Linked DNA regions of Macaca fascicularis: region 2 is linked to region 1. A link is a contact called in public Hi-C data. All regions are on one chromosome and are shown on one strand. The core of a region is the stretch at or near the end of the contact, and the rest is flanking DNA. Distances in the headings are between cores, read along the strand shown. Region 1 holds the start of SLC38A2 (solute carrier family 38 member 2). Region 2 overlaps LOC102119077 (a long non-coding RNA gene).

Region 1 (2,700 bases), core at 73-2,572:
CCATTGCACTCCAGCCTGGGCAAAAAGAGCGAAACTCTGTCTCAAAAAAAAAAAAAAAAAAAAAAAAGACTGGCCTGAGCGGAGTAGAAGGTTAGAAGGTTTGGGGTAGGGAACACAGGAGTGTGATGGGGGAAATCGGGCCCTCGCTTGTCAATCATAAACACTGGTGCAGGCGAGGGCACCCGAAGCCTCATGTGCGGCGGAAATAGGCAGTTGTACAGATTTCCTCAGTAAAATATTGAAAGCAAAAATTGTGATCACACCCAGCCCTTTGCTTTGTGCCCTGCCCAGTTTCTCCCACGTCCCCATAAGGAAGAGAGCAGTAGGTCAAACTTGTTTGTTCATTCATTCCACGAACATTTCTCTCTCCTAAGGGGTCTTTGTTTCCAGCAAGGGAGTGAGTCTTGCCTTTCCCGCAGCACCACTTTCTCCACAGTGAAGGGGCCCCCCTAGTTGCCTGGCTCAGCAAGACCACATCACCATTGAAGGGAAAGGACCAGGCTCTGCAGAAAGCGCCTCAGACCCGCATTCATACAAGGCAGTGCCCTTGCAGGGGGCGGTGGTGGTGGGATAAGAGAAGCGACGTGTCAGCGAATGGAAAACTGGGGACTCCCAAGCAGCCTTAGGAGCGCCGGGCTCCCTACTGGGGCCTCCTTCTAAGGGGTCTGGCTTGCTGGCCAAAAGGTAGCCTTTCCGCTAGTCTGGTTTTCCATGGCCGTACAAAAAGGTCATCCCGAAAAGGAGCTGCTAGCCGACCTCGGGCTAGTTTTGAAGAGTGAAAGCAGGTCTAGGTGGAAAAGAAACAACAACAAACCATCAGGACAACGTTGCTGTCTTGGCCCAAGTTTGTGAGACAAAACCTCATTGTAAATCACAAAAATAACAATCAAGAAAGTGTTTGGTGGGAGGGTGGTGTCCCCGAAAAGCCTTGATATGTGCCCCCAAAGCAAGGACTGCTGGTGAATCGGACAGGAGAAAATTTTAAGGAGATGGCTCCTCAAAGACAACCGCATGTGTTGAGCACCAACCCGGGCTGAAAAGGATAGGCAGCGGCAGCATCTGGGGGTCTTTCCAGACTAGGAAGCTGGAGAGAGTGGGCTTTGGCTTTGCGGGAGAGTCTTGGGGGCGCCCTCGGGCGGGGCTGGGCCGCGGGCGCGGGCCGCAGAGGGAGGTGCAGGGAGGCGGGGCCTCGGGCTGGGCGGGTCGGAGGTGGGGCCCAGGTGGTGTTGATACACAAAGAGAAGGCGCCCGGGCGGCCGCGGCCCCGCCCACTGACGCGTCCCGGGGTGCCGCTATAACCCGCCGCTCAAAGGGCTGCTACAGAGCCCCGCGACGCCGCCGCCCTAGTGAACGCCTTTCCAGTACTGCTATCAGCAGCAGCAGCCCAACCACGCGTTACCGCACACTCGCGCCTTTCCTTTGACACGGCGGACGCCGGAGGATTGGGGCGGCAGTTTGTCATTTCCTTTTTTATTAAAATTATTTTTCCTGCCTGTTGTTGGATTTGGGGAAATTTTTTGTTTGTTTTTTATGATTTGTATTTGACTGAGAGAAACCCACTGGAGACGTCTGCGTGAGGTTTCCAGGGTACAAGAACAGAGACCACCGAGGTAACGCGTGCGGGGGGGTGTCTGTGGGGAGGGCGCGGGACCCGGGCGAGAGTGGGGGAGGGGCTTCCGGGAGGGGCCGCGCGGGAAGGCGACCGCGGGGTCCGTTTCCTTTCGAGGCGGGCGTTGTCGGTTGGCCTGGCCAGCCTTCCATCCTGGCCCGCCGCGCAGGGGTCGCGCCCGCGACGTGGGCAGGAGAGCAGGCGCTGGGCCCGGGCCGCGTGCCTGCCCGGTGCGGAGCCGCATCTTCCCATTAGGGGGAGGGGAGCCAGCCTGGCCCGCGGCTCTGCTGCGGCAAGTCTTGTGACTGATTTGCATTTAATAAAAAAAAAAAAAAATTAAGTCCAGGGAACCAGGAATCTGGGGGCGGCGGAGGTGGGCTTGGGCATGTATTATAGGAGAGGCCAAGATTGGGGAAGACAAGTTGAGAACATTTGACAATATCGACGATCGATATTGCATCAGTTTGCTTTCCAGACATAGGAGGGGCTGAGCGGGCGAAGCACTCGCGGGCCAGCTGCTTGTGGACGGGTGTGCTTAAGGGCACTGGCGCGCGCGTGTGTAAATAAACCCCCAGCTCCCGGGGCCCAGGCGTTCGCCCCCCTCGAGAGAGTAGTGTCGGCCCTTTCCGCCTCCTTCTGGGGAAGGCTGTGTGCGGCCGAGGCATTTCCCGGTGTGGGGACTCCAGGCAGTAAAGGACAGATTACGCAGCATTGCTGTTCCAAATGCTAGAAACGGGAAGCCATGCGCCTAGGTTGCATGCACACGAGCCAGGGTCGGGGCTGCATGTGTGCCCTGAGTGCCTGTGCACGTTTGCAGCGGCTGGGAAAAAGCAAAACAGAGCCCTCTTCGGCCCCTCCACTCCGACTGGGGACAATAGAGAGGGTGAAATACTGAAATCTGCCGGAGTAGGGGGCCTCGGCGGCCGCAGCACAGCGGTGGAATCATCTTTGTTCTCCGCGGCTCAGCCGTCTGTACTTTTCCGCCCCTTGGCGCGCCCCCGCCCCTCGCGCGCGGCTGGTACTTTTCCACTCGCCTGGCCTGGGATGAATCAGCCGCGCTGCGCCTCCCCGCGGCGTCACCTGACCACGGC
Region 2 (2,700 bases), core at 176-2,675, 98 kb before region 1:
GAAAATAGTGTGGTTCAGAACAGTATATAGAGAATGCGATCACCTGTACTAAAAAATATATGCACATATCCTTATATATGCATATGATTGTAAATATTCAACATACTCCCATAAGTATATATGAGAAACCATTAACAGTGATTGGGAAAGGAATAAGATGGTTGGAAAATAAAAGAAAGAAGGATATTTGTATTCAACATATTGTATGTGCACATTGTGAATTTTTTAACAGATGCTAACAAGTTAAAAATATCAATATACAGCAAACTAAATGAAGATACCGCCAACTCACATACAGATAAAGCTCACTTAACACTATAAAACTGTGGGAAGGCTGATCAATGATCAGGTGAAATCACCTCCGAAAGTTTTTCTCTAAATATTAATTCTGGGCTGGGCACGGTGGCTCCCCTCTGTAATCTCAGCACTTTGAAAGGCCAAGGCAGGCAGGTCCCCTGAGGTCAGGAGTTCAAGACAAGCCTGGCCAACATGGTGAAGCCCCGTCTCTACTAAAAACACAAAACTTAGCTCAGCGTGGTGCCTCATGCCTATAGTCCCAGCTACCCAGGTGTTTGAGGCAGGAAGATTGCTGGAACCCAGCAGGTGGAGGTTGCAGTGAGCCAACCTCCACCAAGCCATCGCACTCCAGCCTGGGCGACAGAGCCAGACTCTGTCTCAAAAAAGAAAAAATAAATAAATATGAATTATGGATGAACGCTTAACATTCTTGTGGGCACAGAAAGCACACATGCAGTGGCAACAGCACCATTGCTCCTGCAGAGAGGAACGGAACAATTCAAGTCACTGATGTATGAACCCAGGAGGTGCTTTGCAGGCTATGATTATGTGATTCTGGCTTATTTTCCATCTTAATTAACTGCTATTTTAAAAAATAATTTGTAATGATATCATTAGAAAAATTAAAATAAAGAAAGAAGTCCCTAAATGGTCCTGACTCAAACTTGAGAAGTATTTCCTCTGGCCTCACTCAAGAAGAGAGAAAGCCGAAATGGCCTCGGATAAGTTTGAGTCTGATTAAAAGCTTGCTCCTAAAACCATATTTAGGCCCTTGGTGGACTGTTTGTCATCAAAGAAATCTGGCACATCATGCAGAAGAGAAGGATTAATGTGACTACCAAGTAAACCTAACAGTGAAATCCAGCCATCATTACTCAAGTTGATGAATGGTTTGGAGTGCTGGTACACTATTGTAAAACACAGTTGACTGTTTATAAGACAGAGCAATTTCTTTTCTTACATTTTCTCCTCCAGCATTTCTGAGCAATTACATTAGGAAGTGGCTGTTTACCCTGGCAGCTGGGCTCCATATCTCCACCAGTGGAGAGGCAATTCCCCTGGCTACAAATACCCATAGAGCTGACTCATTACATAAAAAGGAAGTTCTGTTTGGTAAGAGAGTTTAAAGAACACACTTTAGAACATGTATTAAACATTAGTGTTAATCATTGCCAGAAAGGACGAGTAGGCTACAGGTGAGTTGGTGAACTTAAACCCAAACTTATTTTGATAAAATTTGGTACCTTGAACTCTAGATCTTTTGTGAAAACTGAGGCTGTAGGCCCAGCACTAACGAGAGTGTCAGGAACTTTCTATTTCCAATATAATTCTAATAAATGTATTAATATCTTAATGTGGTAAGTATGACACTTCTCTTCGCTTCCTCATCTAAAGCAATAAACCTGGCCTACTTAACTATATTAGGGGTGATGATGAAATTCAGTTAACTATGCCTAACACCCTATAATCCCTGGTGTGGATAGTTTGAAAAATAAATATCTTTTTCTTAATTGTAAGCAAAAATGAGAAAGTAGAAAATATCTATTAATAGTTTCATCTATCACAAAATTTTATAGCCATAAAAGACATCTATGGGGAGTGTATATCCAGGGCAACTTGAATCTATGCTCCCTGATGTCTAGCAGCTATACTCACAAGTACATATGTAGTAATTTTTTCCCAATTTGCTTGTACATTTCCTTTCTTTGCTATCAAAAGACAGAAAAAAAAATTATCTCTGGACACCTCCCAAAGTGGATGCATTTTTTTTTTTCCTGTCTGGGCACACAGCCAATAGAGATTAAACTAGGAAGGGAATTGATATGTTCGTGGGTGAGTATATTAAACCCTCTGGATGCCAGTTTTATTCTTTGTAAAATAAAAACTGGACTAATAAGTGGTTTTCAAACCTCAGTATATTTTAGGGTTACCTAGGAAAGCAGGTCTTGGCCATCAGGTTAGGATCTGTGCATTGGTATTTATTTTAACAAACCCCCAAGAGATTCTGATGTACGCCAAAGTTAGAAAATTTCTAAATCCAAGTATTCCTAAAGTCACTTCTGGCTCTAACAATCACTAATCCTTTTTAAAATATACCTTCTTTGCATATATAGAAAAAATTTTTAAGTGTAAAACTGCAATTATATACATACTTTGGGGCCATTTTTTTCTCTTTTCTATTTTTGTGTGGCTTCCCCTCCTGCTGATCCTCCCATGGGCCCCACGGTAACAATCTATCAATGATCTTTATAAAGCAGGCACAGGCCTTCCTGGTCCCATATTCTAGATTTGGGATGCTGAATCCCAAACTTCAAATGTATTTTTTAATCTAACTGAAAGTATCAATTATGTGCAAATCCTCTGTTTCCTCTCATTCTGTCTCCCTTGCCACCATCCAGATAA

What was found. A called contact is a pair of places that touch in the nucleus more often than the background predicts.
Region 2: a Hi-C map of liver shows a contact between it and region 1, with 2.1 times the contacts expected there. The contact joins the enhancer-like site here to the promoter of SLC38A2 in region 1. A contact is called at or near these places in 2 of 2 Hi-C or Micro-C datasets (liver and skeletal muscle).

Annotation. Positions count from the first base shown.
Region 1 is chr11:53,086,681-53,089,380 of T2T-MFA8v1.1, reverse strand. It overlaps SLC38A2 (solute carrier family 38 member 2), which reads left to right and starts at 1,322. Exons shown (of 15, transcript XM_074006681.1): 1 at 1,322-1,610.
Region 2 is chr11:53,185,201-53,187,900 of T2T-MFA8v1.1, reverse strand. The region is part of intron 1 of LOC102119077 (a long non-coding RNA gene); the gene reads left to right. The region is part of intron 1 of LOC102118825 (a long non-coding RNA gene); the gene reads right to left. Among named protein-coding and RNA genes, the nearest start is that of SLC38A2, 98 kb to the right of the region's middle. Within about 2 kb of position 1,425, at least 3 of the 6 cell types and tissues checked have an H3K27ac peak or open chromatin away from gene starts, as enhancers often do. A contact at or near this core is called in liver, where this site is marked.